Regions from separate parts of the Capra hircus genome. Here region 2 is linked to region 1. The links are chromatin contacts, called in public Hi-C maps. All regions are on one chromosome and are shown on one strand. Each heading gives the region's core, a stretch centred on a gene start, on an enhancer-like site or on the middle of the called end of the contact. The rest is flanking DNA. Distances are from core to core; before and after follow the strand shown.

The links. A called contact is a pair of places that touch in the nucleus more often than the background predicts.
Region 2: a Hi-C map of blood shows a contact between it and region 1, with 5 times the contacts expected there. The contact joins the enhancer-like site here to the promoter of STAT4 in region 1. A contact is called at or near these places in 3 of 5 Hi-C or Micro-C datasets (blood and liver).

The regions. Positions count from the first base shown.
Region 1 is chr2:56,314,559-56,321,345 of ARS1.2, forward strand. It overlaps STAT4 (signal transducer and activator of transcription 4), which reads left to right and starts at 4,129. Exons shown (of 24, transcript XM_005676278.3): 1 at 4,129-4,208.
Region 2 is chr2:56,401,023-56,407,809 of ARS1.2, forward strand. STAT4 (signal transducer and activator of transcription 4) reads left to right here. Exons shown (of 24, transcript XM_005676278.3): 15 at 6,080-6,163. Among named protein-coding and RNA genes, the nearest start is that of STAT1, 31 kb to the right of the region's middle. Within about 2 kb of position 3,494, at least 1 of the 5 cell types and tissues checked has an H3K27ac peak or open chromatin away from gene starts, as enhancers often do.

The sequences.
Region 1 (6,787 bases), core at 2,879-5,378:
TGGCTGTGCTGGCTCTTTGTTGCTGTGCACAGGCTCTCTCTAGTTTTGGAGAGTGGGGGCTACTCTCTAGCTGTGCTGTGTAGCCTTCTCATTGTGGTGGCTTCTCTTGTTGTGGAGCACAGGCTCTAGTTGGTTGCAGCCTGAGGGCTCAGTAGTTGTGGTGCACGGGCTTAGTTGCTCCGTGGCATGTGGGATCTTCTTGGACCAGGGATCAAATCAGTGTCCCTTGTGTTGCAAGGAATATTCTTAACGACTGGACCACAGTGGAAGCCCCTAAAATTTTTTAAATGCCAGTTTGAGTTAAAAATTTTCAATAAAGCAGGAAAACATATTATTTTTTTGTTTTTTATTTTATTTTTATATATATATTTTTTTAATTAAATTTTTATTTTTACCTTATTTTACTTTACAATACTGTATTGGTTTTGCCATACATTGACATGAATCCACCACAGGTGTACATGCATTCCCAAAATCTCAGATCTTGAATCCATGCCTCTTAATATTCTGTGTGATGAAATGGGACATACACATACTAATATACAATGGTCACTTCAAAGAAAAGCAATTATGTGATACTTTAAGTTGTCCACCCACTGTCCTGGCCGTTTTTACTTGAAAAAAAATGATTGAGTATGGCTATGAAGACTTGGATATTTGGAAGACATTTTCCTGAAAACAAAGTGAGCTATCACTTCAAGAAAAACAGTTGGCAATATCTGTTGCCATTAACAAAACAGGAGGTTTTAAGCAAGTTTGGAAAACTTGTATCTGTCATCATGAACTTAACAGCTTTGTTATACTTAAAATGGGGCTTCCCTGTGGCTCAGCAGTGAAGAATCTGCCTGCCAATGCAGAAGACACGCGTTTGATCCCTGGGTCAAGGAGATCCCTTGGAGAAGAAAATGGCAACCTACCCCAGTAGTCTCGCCTGAGAAATCCCATAGACAGAGCAGGCTGGTGGGCTACAGTCCTTGGTGTTGAAAAGAGTCAGACCCAACTTAGCGACTAAACAATAATACTTAAAATAGCTTTCTAAAGAGATCAGTGGTGATGTAACTACCGTGATTTTCTGTTATTGTATGATGAAATGTGTCAGCATTTGGAAGAGTTGTGTAATTCAGTGAACCAATATTTTCCAAACTGAACAATGTGTGATACTACAAAAAACAGGGTATACCAATGGATTTTAATGCAACAGTATATGTAAAGTTTGCTGATACGGCTTCACATTCCACAATACAACTAACTCTTAAGGAATTACCACTTGTTGAGTTTTGGTGTGGTACCAAAGAAGAATACCAACATTATCTGAAAAAGCTATTAAAATGTTCTTCCCTTTTCTAGTTACATATCTATGTGAGTCCAGATTTTCTTCAGATACTTTAAGCAAAACAATATTTTGCAATAAAGTAAATGTAGAAGAGGCTGTCTTTTCTCAAATAAGACATTTAAGAGATTTTTAAAAACGTAAATCAACGCCAATCTTCTATTTTGCCTGTCTGTTGGAAAATATGCTTGTTTTCCCTTTTAAAATGTTTAGCACATAATGGGCTTATGACTATAATTTTAAGTGAATAGATGTTTTGACTTTTTTTCAGAGTTAATTTTGAGTACAATAATTAAAAATAAATACAGAATAGAAATACACAAAAATTCTTTAGGGTTGTTAACGATTTTTTTAAGTGTATAAAGGTGTCTTGAGACCAAACAGTTGGAATACTGCTGGGAGTATCCCAAGGTGAGGTTTTTAAAAGAAGGGAACAAACTCTCAGCTTTCTATAGCAGTCACTCAATAGTTGACTATACTGATGATAAAGACCCACAAAACCAATGTGACTAATGTTGTAAGGCAGGAAGTGAAAAGTGTTAAATGAGTGGGCTAGTTCTACACTGTCCAATATGGTAACCACTAGCCACATGTGGCTCTTAAGCACTTGAAATGTGGAGACTCCTAACTAAATGGCAAGTACACACCAGACTTCAAAGATTTCATATGAAGTAAGGAATATTGTCTCTCAGTCTTTTTTCTTTACATTTAAAAAATTGAAGTACAGTTGATTTACAATGTTGTGTTAGTTCCTGGTACACAGCAAAGTGAATCAGTTTTGTATATAATATACATATATATGATTAAATATAGTTTGCTGTGCTATATAGTGGGATCTTTTGTTTATGGAATGGTGTCTCTCATTAATAACTTTTTATACTGATTATATGTTGAAATGTTAATATTCTATATGTATTGGGTTATTTACAGTATTAAAAGTAATTTAATTGTTGCTTTTTCCTTTTTTAATGTGGCTACTAGAAAAGTGAACATATGTTGCTTGCATTTTATTTCTCTTGGACAGTATTAGTTTGGACATGATCAGAATTCAGTCAGGGAAAAATTACTTACAGGGTTGGAGTCATCAGTGAAATCTTTACTGAGAAGGAGAGGATTTCAGTGAGTAGACAAGTTGGGGAAGAAACTACAGCTGAAGGGAGCATCAGTACTGAAATATGAGAGGATAATCTAGAGAGCAGAGGAGACTGATTTACATCAGATCATGGGTTCTTGGGGTGGGCCAGGAGGGTGGGGGAGAGAAGTTTCTGAAAGAGGTTAGGACCAAGTTGAACAGAACTTTGGGTGCCGAGAATTTGGACTTTTTCCTATAGGCAGTGTCTGTGTCCCCAGAAGGAAACCAGTCTTTGTTCCGTGGCTGCTGGAACAGCCCAGATGAGGCACTTCCTTCAGGTGGGGACAGAGCAGCATAAGCTCCTGGAAACCACCCAGTGAGCAAGCAGCCAGGACCAGCTCTACCTGACAAATGAATTTAGATGATGACTTCGAATTTAGATGTCTGACTTTGGGGTTGATTGACTTGTTCTTTGTAGGTGAGGGAGAGAGGTGGTAAATTTAATCACATGATGATATCTCCTGAAAGAGGAGGAGAATCCTCTGTGATGCTGGTTAGCACCATGCTGTGAAGCAAGGCCTTTGACCTTGGCAGATCTCTCTAGGCATGCACATAAACAGATTGAGTCGTTCTGTTCTTTCTACCTCCTTTAGTCCGTCGTCTGTTTTTGCTTTTGTGTCTATTTTCCTAAACTTTTGTAGAACTCTTACTGCATGTCAGGGGATGTTAACATCTGGCTCAGAGATGAAAAGAAAACAGCACTCAGGAGGTAGTTGAACCCTCCAGATTCTTATCCAGTCTTCACAGGTAAATCAATGAGTAACTCAGGTCACCTCTTTGGGCCCCGTGTCTCTTCAGATAGAAAAGAGGAGTCAGAACCAGATGAGGCCAAGGCTCCCTCCAGCTCTGGGGTTCTAGAACCAGTCCACCTCACAAAGGGAGAAACACATCCCCCTGCAACCAGGCGTAGCTAATGGGTAGGGGAGGATGATTCTGGGCTGGTAAGGGCAGGTGTCCACCTGCGCAGGAGCTGGTCCCAGCCGCTGGGTGAGGTTGTCTTGCTGGTGAGCAGACCCTGTTAGAATCCGCGCACAGTGAAGGCTTCCATTGGCTGTTTTCATCCTGGCGACCCACCCCTTTCATTCCAGGGGCTGGCTCCCGCCGTGGTGAGTGGAGTCTATAGGGAGGAAGCCGGGAAGCCTGGAATTTAGGTCGGGGCAAGTAAGTCTGCGCTTCCCTGATGGTTCAGCCGGTAAAGAATCTGCTGGCAATGAGGGAGACCTGGGATCGATCCCTGGGTTGGGACGATCCCCTGGAAGAGGGCATGGCAACCCACTCCAGTATTCTTGCCTCGAGAATCCTCCTGGCCGGCTACAGTCCATGGATGGGATCGCAAAGAGTAGGACACGACTGAGCGACTAAGCGCGGCTTAAGTAAGTCTGCAGGGGCTCTCAGTCTGGGGAAACCGGAAGAGAAAGAGCGTGTGGCCCCCACCCACCCACTTCTTCTGACACCCTCGGGCCACAGGGAGTGGCTGGAGTGATTGATGGGGATGAGGAGAGGGCGCCCCGCGTGGTGGCTTCAACCTGTTTCTGCTCTTCAGCGTTTCTGGAATAGGCAGTGGGTGGAAACGACCCTAGTAAAGTACCGGAGGTTCTAACACTGACGCACAGGAAAGCCTCAAGTAGGAGGAGAAATGCAAATCCTCTCTGACGAAGGCGTCAGCGGCTAGGTCCTAGGGGACCGTGCAGGGCGATTCCAACCGTGGACTTGAGCACCGCCTGGGACGCGGGCAGAGGGAGCCAGGTAAGGAGGCAGACCGCACCTTGGCGTGGCTTCTCTGGAGGAGGGCGGGCCAGGACGTGGTTCTGCAGGACGATGCCGAAGTTTTGCCGCGCCCGTGCTGTGTTGACAGTTACTTCACGGTCCTAGCTGAGGAAGAGTAGTTTCAGAAACAAGCGGTCGACTCCATGATTCAAAGGTGCGCGGTGGCGCGGGTCTCTCCAGGCACTCTGCCCCGGAAACCGTAAACTTGAGTGGGTGCGACCGCTGTGGCTGCAGCGGGGGGTGGGTCCGCGCCGAGTGTGGTCCCCCGCTTCACTTTCTTAGCCAGCTGCTCTTAACTCTCATGCCTGGCGTTAGATTGCTTGCTTGGGTTTCAGCCAGAAGCTCGCAACTGAGGTAGCCAGTGATTGAGGCTTTGATAAGAGCAGTGATGTTTTAGGACAAGTCGCCCCCTTTTCACAGAACCCCAAAGCGGCAGCGTTAGCCCCCAGGCCGTGGGACAAAACGCCCGTTTATCAGGCTTCTAGGGCCAGGCATTCAAAGAGACTAGGCAGGCGCTCAGTCGTCAAAAGAAATGCTCGGTAGTTTTCTTGGGATGGGAAGAATTAGCCCTTAGAGAGTGAAGGTGTTTTTAGGTCCTTTGAAGGCGTTACTAGAGGCTGCAACAGAAGAGTGTCCTGAGTCTATAAACCTGTCTTTCCCCCGTTCAGCCTTGTGTTCAGCTCTCTGAAGGGTGGACTCAGATACTAGGAGTGATCTAACTTTAGGATGGGTTCAGTCCAGTTAATTCTTAGTTAGAAAATAGATTTTCATCCAGATCATAGCAGAGATTGAACAATAGTAGCTGTTACAATTGTAATGCTATTCTCAGCACCTGTTCTTTTGTCATTCACTAGAATAAACTGATAGAGCAGAGCCATGGGGATAGTAGCATGGCAACAAATGTGTATACACCCAGCATCAGGAAAGACAACCATGTGTAGTGTCAGGAGACCTCAGGTTGTTCCTTAGGAGCTGTGTGTCTTGGGCAAGAGTCATTTTGCCTATGTGTCCCTCGGATTTTTTTTTTTTTTCATTTTAAAGCCAGAATAATACTAGCCACCTGTGCCAATTACAGCATCCAGAGACCCACTCATTCTTCTCTTAATGAGTACTTACTGAGCACTTTCGCCTAGGATTATATGTGTAAATATAAAGTGATAGGAAAGTGAAAAAATTTTTTCCAGTCACTTTCTTTTAGCAAAACATTGGCATTAATCTTTTTTAAATACAAAAGGTGCTCCTGAAATGGTTCCCTTTGAAACCTGAGAAATTTCTCATCATAATGTTCTGTAAGCAAAAGGAAATCTTAATATACCTACAAGGTAAGTTGAAACACCATTGTGATTGATCACATAAATGGTTTCTTTGTTTGATCTAGAATTAGTGACAAAACAATAAAAAATTTGACTTTGGGAAAAATAAAATACTGTAATTTCAAGGAGAGATGTCATATTCATTTCCTTGAGTTAAGAAATACGTCTAAAACTTCTAAATTGGACACAATGGGGTTATGCTGGGGAAACACAGACTTTTGTTTTATGACACACTGCCAACTACGTATCAAGTGGTTTCTTCTTCAGTATGTTGAGGGTTTAACCACTGTCAGATGTACATCAGAGACGGATTAAAAGGAGACTTTAAAAGATTTGCCCCGCAATAGTTGATCATTCCAGAGAGAAATGAAAATATTACTTTGTTCAGAGGTATTTTGAACTGAAAGAAAAGTCCACAGGAAACTCTTTATATAGGTAAGACTGAGACTAGAAGTCTAGGAATATGACTGACTCTAGAAGCCAGACAGATCTGAAATAAAAAGGGATTGGACAGTTTTATTATAAAAGAAGCTTTTATTGGGCAGTCCTCACATCAAGTGTCCCTGGTGGCTCACATGGTGAAGAATCCACCTGAAATGCAGGAGACCCGTGTTCGGTTCCTGGTTTGGGAAGATCCCCTGGAGAAGGGAATGGCAACATACTCCAGTATTCCTGCCTGGAGAATTCCATGGACAGAAGAGAATGGTGGTCTACAGTCTATGGAGTCGCAAAGAGTTGGAAAGGCTGAGCGACTGGTGCTGCAGCACATATAAAGCCTTAAGAGAATCTTAGGAGATATAGTTTAGTTTGTTGCTTGTCTTCAGGTTGCTCAGTCGAATTAATAGTGAGAGGGAGCACAGCCTAGGGAAGGAGATTGTTGAGAATACACATCTGTGTAGACAGATGTGAGGGGTTTTGAGGGGGAATGAAAGCTTTCTAGAGAAGGTGGATCAAACGTTTCTTTTAGAACAAAGAAAAGTATGGCTTGGGGTAGAGGAAGAATCCTTTTTCCTTCCTTAGGAATGCCTTAGGAAAAAGCTCAGAACTGCATTATGTTTGGATTGAAAACATTTTCTTGTTTCTGTTTTCTTTGAGTGATTATAAAATAAATTTTTTTCTCCAGTTATTTAATGGATAACATTGTTTTTGTCCAAAATCCAAAAAAAAAGAAAAAAAAAAAGGAAAAGAAAACATGTACCATCGTTGTTAATAACATTATTTTTAAGTTCTATTTTTTCCTCTTCT
Region 2 (6,787 bases), core at 2,244-4,743, 86 kb after region 1:
CCCCTTTTATAGGCTTGCTTGTCTACTCCGAATGCCTGCTGCCCTACAACTTCCCCAACTTTGGTCCTCCTCTCCTACTTTAGAGAGGTTAGATTGAATACTCATTAAATGATTGAGAACATACCATGACAGTTTCCTCAAGCCTGCCAATCCAAACCTCTTTAGAACTTCAGCGCCCCCTGGCGTTTGACTCTGAGATTATCTGGGAAGAAGTGAACTTCGTGATGTGCAGGGGCTCCTCTCAGGAGCACTGGGTGAAAGAAGGAAGTTACTCTAGACCCATGCTGTCCCTAGAAGGCTAGGAAGACCAGCGAAGTCCCCTCTTTGGTTTTGGTTTGGTGAGCGGTGGAGCTCTGGACTCCCCACCCCTATTTCAATCAATCAGCCCTATTTTAAGTATTTTACAGATAGGGGTCCAGGTGGGAAATTTACTAGAAGTAAATTTTACTAGCAGAAAGAACATGTTCCAGGGTTAAAACAAAAAAAAGATTTTCGAACCATTAGACTACACAATGTCTGAAACTCCTTTGACAGAGATTCTATAATCCTCAGAAGTGCAGCAGAGAATTAGGTAATTTTTCAAAATGCATTTAATTTAAAAGATTTGCTTTGGAATGAGGAATCTGTTGACATGCTGTCACAAATTCAAGGTTTTCAATTACTGCTTCTTTCTCCCACCTTTGTTTTTTCCTTGCAATAATCATGCTGAAGATAAGAATCCATCGTTTAGCAAGTTGCCAAACTTGGTGAAAGCTTCAGTCTATCTCTATAAAATAAACATTCCCAGGAAGCAGCCTTTCCTGGAGGTCCTAAGATCTGGCTTGAGAGTGATTGTTGAAATGGCAGAAACTGTTTGAACAGGGAGGCTGAAATTGCAGTCTCTTGAGTTTGTTCTGTCAGTAGGCTTTAACTGATAAATGACAGTTTTAGCCACAGACTGAGGTGTTAGGTAATTTTGTTTATGTGGTGGAAAGTCATGAAGCACAAAGAAGCTATTAGTAAAGCCTGGCTGACTTGAGTTTCATTTAGCAAAATAGCCAAACAGATGTTCTTTCAAGGTTCAGTGTTCTCAAACACAGATCCACCACTCATACTCCAACTGGCTCAAGCATTTTCACAGGAAGTCGATTGCCTTCTGAACTAATTTAAGTAGTTGCAATGCTTTTTAAAGACAAAGACTGGTGCACAAATAACACTAGAAACATAGTTTTTTTTTTTTTTGGCAATATCTTCCATACATTCCCTTTATTGTATGGATTGAGAATTAGTTGTTGCTTTACATTTATTTCCTATGATTCTGTGATTAAGATCTCTCTCTCATATGACTGTACCATTTTTTCCCCTCTTATTATTGTTTCCCAGGATCTAGGCCAGGGTCTAACGCATGGACTCAGCAAATACTCATTAAGCGAGTGGACTATTGCAGTTGTTTTCTATTCCACATAGTTTTCCATGTGCAACATTATCATAGATTATGGCTTGTTAAGAGATGAGCAAGATAAACAACAATGTCCTGCTCTATTGGGGACTTCCCAGGTGGTGCAGTGGTAGAGACCCTGCCTGCCAATGCAGGAGACATGAGAGACATGGGTTCAATCCCTGAGTCAGGAAGATCCCCTGGAAAAGGCCATGGTAACCCACTCTAGTATTCTTGCCTGGAGAATCCTATGGACAGAGGAGCTTGGCTGGCTATAGTCCATAGGGTCGCAAAGAGTTGGACATGACTGAAGTGACTTAACATGCATGCACAGAGGTAACAAAAAGAATATGGTGACATCTATACCTGCCTTTCATTAGGTTCCATATATTTCCCTAGGTGGAGCCCTGTTTTTCACTTTCTTAGCAGATTATCCAGTGGGTACTTTTCTTTAAAAGTGCCATACAGTCAATCCAGTTATATCATCAATGTCATTAATATAAATATCAAAACTATGGATATTTTAAATCTGTAATCATCTCAGATGGTTGAAATGGCTTTTAATACAAACATTAATGGTACATCTTATCTATGATATTTTCAGTCTGTAAGGAATGGACCCTGGGAATGTGAGATTGAATAGTGTCTCTAGCTTGGACTGCACTGATAAAATAATAAAGACTATGACTGGTGGCCACGCAAGCTTGGAAAGCTAATGACCCTGTCTTCTGTCAGAGCTGCTTTCCTCCAGTCCCGTATATTGTTGATAGACATGTTGAAGCTGATGTCAGCTTCTTTGTTGAACTGCATTCTAAATGTACCTCACAGTTGCATCAAAAGTTTAAAGCAAACACTGGAAATTAGTTTGAATCCCTATGTAAACCTCTCACCATCCACATTACAGTTCAACAAAGTAATATTTAAAGTACAGAGTCTTCTTCCAAAGTTAATGGACAACCCTGTGTGTCACTGCTCTGCAGAGCCCTGATTTCTTACACTTTGAGAGACTCTTGCCACTTGGACCAGTGAGCACACAAGTGCCATAACCCAAAGGTGTGAGGGAATTATATCCATGATGAATTGTTATTATACACACACACACACACACACACACACATTTAATTACACAAATTAAACTGCGGAGATTAGAATGAAGGAGGAATAAGAAATCCAAAGGCTCCCTTTGGCAGTCCTCCCACTGTGGCCCTCCCCACAGAGAGAGATGTCTGGGTAGTCAAGGCCATGTGCTCACCAGAGCCCAGGGCTTCAGGATTCCCAGCCCAGAAGACCTCAAGCCCACTTTCAGGGCTGTACAAGGCCTTTTCCCCAGGTCTGCTCTCTCAAGCACAGATGAAACCGTCAGTGCAAACATTTCCAGGCATGAGGAGAGGCCTCAGGGCCACACTCGTCAGGTCAGCCCCTCACAGAGGAAGAAGAAAGAAGGATGGGAGTGGTCCCAGAAGGTCATGCTCTCCCCAGGCCAGCATATTTCAGCAGGACTTTGAGGAGTTAAAACCTGGCCAATTAGGTCATGTGAAAGCTTAGCTGTTGAGGCAGGAGACTAGCCCATATTTTAACGTTTGTTAACTTGATTTATAAAGGCTAAATATTTAGACATATGGTATGTGGTCTCCCTCTGTGTGCTTGCCGCAGGCCTCTCAAATGTTCTGTTCAAATGTACAAGCACGGGCTTGTATCCTTTCCACCGCTGAACTCAGTGAGAATGTGAGTGGCACCCCTTAGTGACCATGGGCTTGTGGATTCTTCTGTTGCCTCACTTTGCATAGTGTAAACACCTCCTCCCAGAGGGCAGTGAGATTTTCTGTTGTTTTAAAAAAAATGTGGTTTTTGTTAACTTGGTGCCTACAGATGACCGTTTCATCTCATGGTCAATCAAAGGAAGAACAATTTAGTTCTACATAATAAGTAAATTGGGGGAAGGGGGCTGGTTGTTTGGTGAGTAACTTTAGGGGTGGTCTAAGAGAATTTTCAAAAGAACTTTCAGTAACACACGTTTCTACTAATCTGGAAGAAGCAGTCTCACTGAGTCAATCTAACCACCTCCGGGCACTGGAAGATACCACAATGCTCTGGCCCAAGGGAAAGAGGAGTTTTCTCAGTAACAGATCCTATTTTAACGTCCCTCCTGGTGGGCTGCAGTCCATGGGGTCGCTAAGAGTTGGACACGACTGAACGCCTTCACTTTCACTTTCCACTTTCATGCAGTGGAGAAGGAAATGGCAACCCCCTCCAGTGTTCTTGCCTGGAGAATCCCAGGGACGGGGGAGCCTGGTGGGCTGCCGTCTATGGGACTGCACACGACTGAAGCGACTTAGCAGCAGCAGCAGCATTATCAATAAAATCTTCCTCTTGTAGTTGTCATTCATATCATCATATTAGAACTTTTTTTTTTAATTTAACACAAAAGGACTCCAGCTTGTTATTAACTATATTCAGTAGCAAGAGCTCCCTTTCAGAGCTGACTCAGCCACCCACAACCCCATCCTGACTTTTCTAACCTAGATAATTCCACTTCTGCTCGTATGTTCCCACAGGACTTATTTTTTAAATCGTTTAAGCTTTCTATATCATCTCCAATTTTTCTACATCCCTTTTGAGACTAAACATAATGTGGATACATCATATTGAGAATAATTGCCTCATAAATTCCACCTGGGGTTCTTGTTAAAATGCAGAATCTGGTTCAGTGGGCCTGGAAAGAGGCCAGAGAAGCTGTTTTTCTAACAAGCTCTTAGATGATGACAGTACTGCTGGTTCTGGCATACAGCAAGTTTCTGTCAGATTTCATCCTGGGAAAAACAGCAATTTTTGTCCCACTCCTTCCCGCTCCAAACCCACTCCTCGGAGGTGATCACTTTTTGAGTTCTAAATATTATGTTAAGATCATACTGATATTTCTTAATATGTTTATTTTATATACTTCTGAATTATTCCTAGAAAAAGATTAAGCTGTGGCTCTCTTTTTTAAAAACTTTTTATTCTATACTGCAGTATGATTGATTAGGGGCTTCCCTGCTGGCTCAGATGGTGAAAGCATCTGCCTGCAGTACAGGGGACCTGGATTGGATCCCTGAGTGTTGTGTTAGTTTCAGGTGTACAGCAAAAGGATTCAGTTATACATATACATGTATCTATTCTTTCTCAAATTCTTTTCCTGTTTAGGTTGTTATGTAATATTGAGCAGAGTTCCCTGTTCTGTACAGTAGGTCCTTGATGGTTATCTATTTTTAATTAAACTATGGCTCTTATATACCAGCTCTTCATACACATGAATTTTACCCATTTTTTACAATATTATTGTATAGCATTTAGTTTATTTAATATATTCAGTATTTGGGGTTACATTAGTAACAGGTAGATAAAACAAATTGATTAAGTAAAATGTCTGAGGCAACTAATAAGTCCAGGAAAAACTAAAAATAATATAAGAATGGAAATACAATCATACTGTTACATGGTTCAGCTGTTAACATTTTTTTTTTTATAATCATAGTAATGCAAGCACTGGATGTATTAACTAACCAAAACCCACCAGGGTCAGGGAAGTTGGGAACCTCATTGCCTAGGCTGAGGCTAGTAACTACCCCTCCTGTTCAGCCCTCACTCTCCAGCTTCTGGGGGCTCAGTGCTTCCACCCCTGGTTCTGAAACACACAGCCCCTAACTGCCACCCTCGCTCCAGACTCCCCTAGCTTTCACTCCCAGACCTAGGTTACAGTTTTATTTTATTGGAAAGTAAACAAAACCCCAGTTGTTACTTTATTGAAGTTTCTGGAAGAAGCTGAGGAAAGTACATATTTTTCCCACTTAACCATGTTTAACCCTGTTTGATATTGCTTTTAAAAAATCCAATATGACCCAGAGAGATGTTGTGGGGAGGGAGATGGGAGGGGGGTTCAAGTTTGGGAACGCATGTAAGAATTAAAGATTTTAAAATTTAAAAAAAAATAAAAAATTAAAATTAAAAAAATAAAAATAAAAAGATTCTAAATAAATAAATAAATAAATAAAAATAAAAAATCCATTATGATACTGACTTGTTTTTGTTATAGCTACACACATCTGGCTTTCTTTTGTTAATAGTTGATAAGTCAAAAGGACAAATTTCCAAAAGTAAAAATAAAGAGCAACTTATCTGGATTTCAACTGATGAAAATATGCTGGAATTGTTGAAGCTAGAAATTGTTTTGGAAACAATATCATTCGTTTGTGTAAAGGAAGATTTCTCAAACTCTGTATATCCTTTAACTTTTTAAAATAAGGAATGTTCCATAACAGAAGATGTTTGAGGGTATTTTATACTTTATACTTTAAAAAGTTGTTAGTTTTTATAAAAGCACATCTAATAATAGGTAACAACTATACACATTTGTAGAAGGCTTCCCAGTTGGCACTAGTAGTAAAGAACCTACCTGTCAATGCGGGAGATATAAGAGACACAGGTTCAGTCCCTGGGTGGGGGAGATCCCCTGGAGGAGGACCTGGCAACCCTCTCCAGTATTCTTGCCTGGAGAATTCCCATAGACAGAGGAGCCTGGCAGGCTACAGTCCGTACATAGAGTGGCAGAGAGTCACGACTGAAGCGACTTAGCACACACGAGTATGCATTTGTAAGATAACAATTTATTTCTTTCCCCCTTAGGGCTGTCACATGGTGACTGAGGAGCTTCATTCCATAACATTTGAGACACAGATCTGCCTCTATGGACTGACCATAGATTTGGAGGTAGGTGTTTCAAGGAACATTTAGTATTTACTAATAGCATTTTCAGGAATTGGTCAGTATTTGAAGATGAAAACTCAATATTTTCTAGGTTTTAGTACATTCCTTATTCATTATTTTTGTTGTAATTTAGGAAATCAATATGTGAAATATTCACTCATTAGTCAGCATATATTATTCTGATTAAATATAAATGATAAGGGAATTCCCTGGTTGTCCAGTGTTTAGGACTCTACACTCTTATTGCCAAGGGCCCAGGTTTGTTTCCTGGTCAGCTAACTAAGATCTCACAAGCTATGTGGCATGGCCAAAAAATAATTTTTAAATTATATATATATATATATATATATATAAATGATAAAACCGCAGTCATTATAATTCAATACATATTGAATAATTTGTTGCTGAGACTGTATACTTGTTTGTTTTCTGGGATTCCCAGAGTTGCAGATACTCAGTGGAAAGCTTAAAGAGAAATAAATATACTTGAATCATGTCATGTACGATTTCAAAATTTTAATTTGTACATAAAATTGCCTCAGAAGAAAGGTATTTATAGTGTGATGAGCAAAGACCAATGATAGGAACATTAATAGCACATTGTTTTGATTCTCTGACAACAATCAC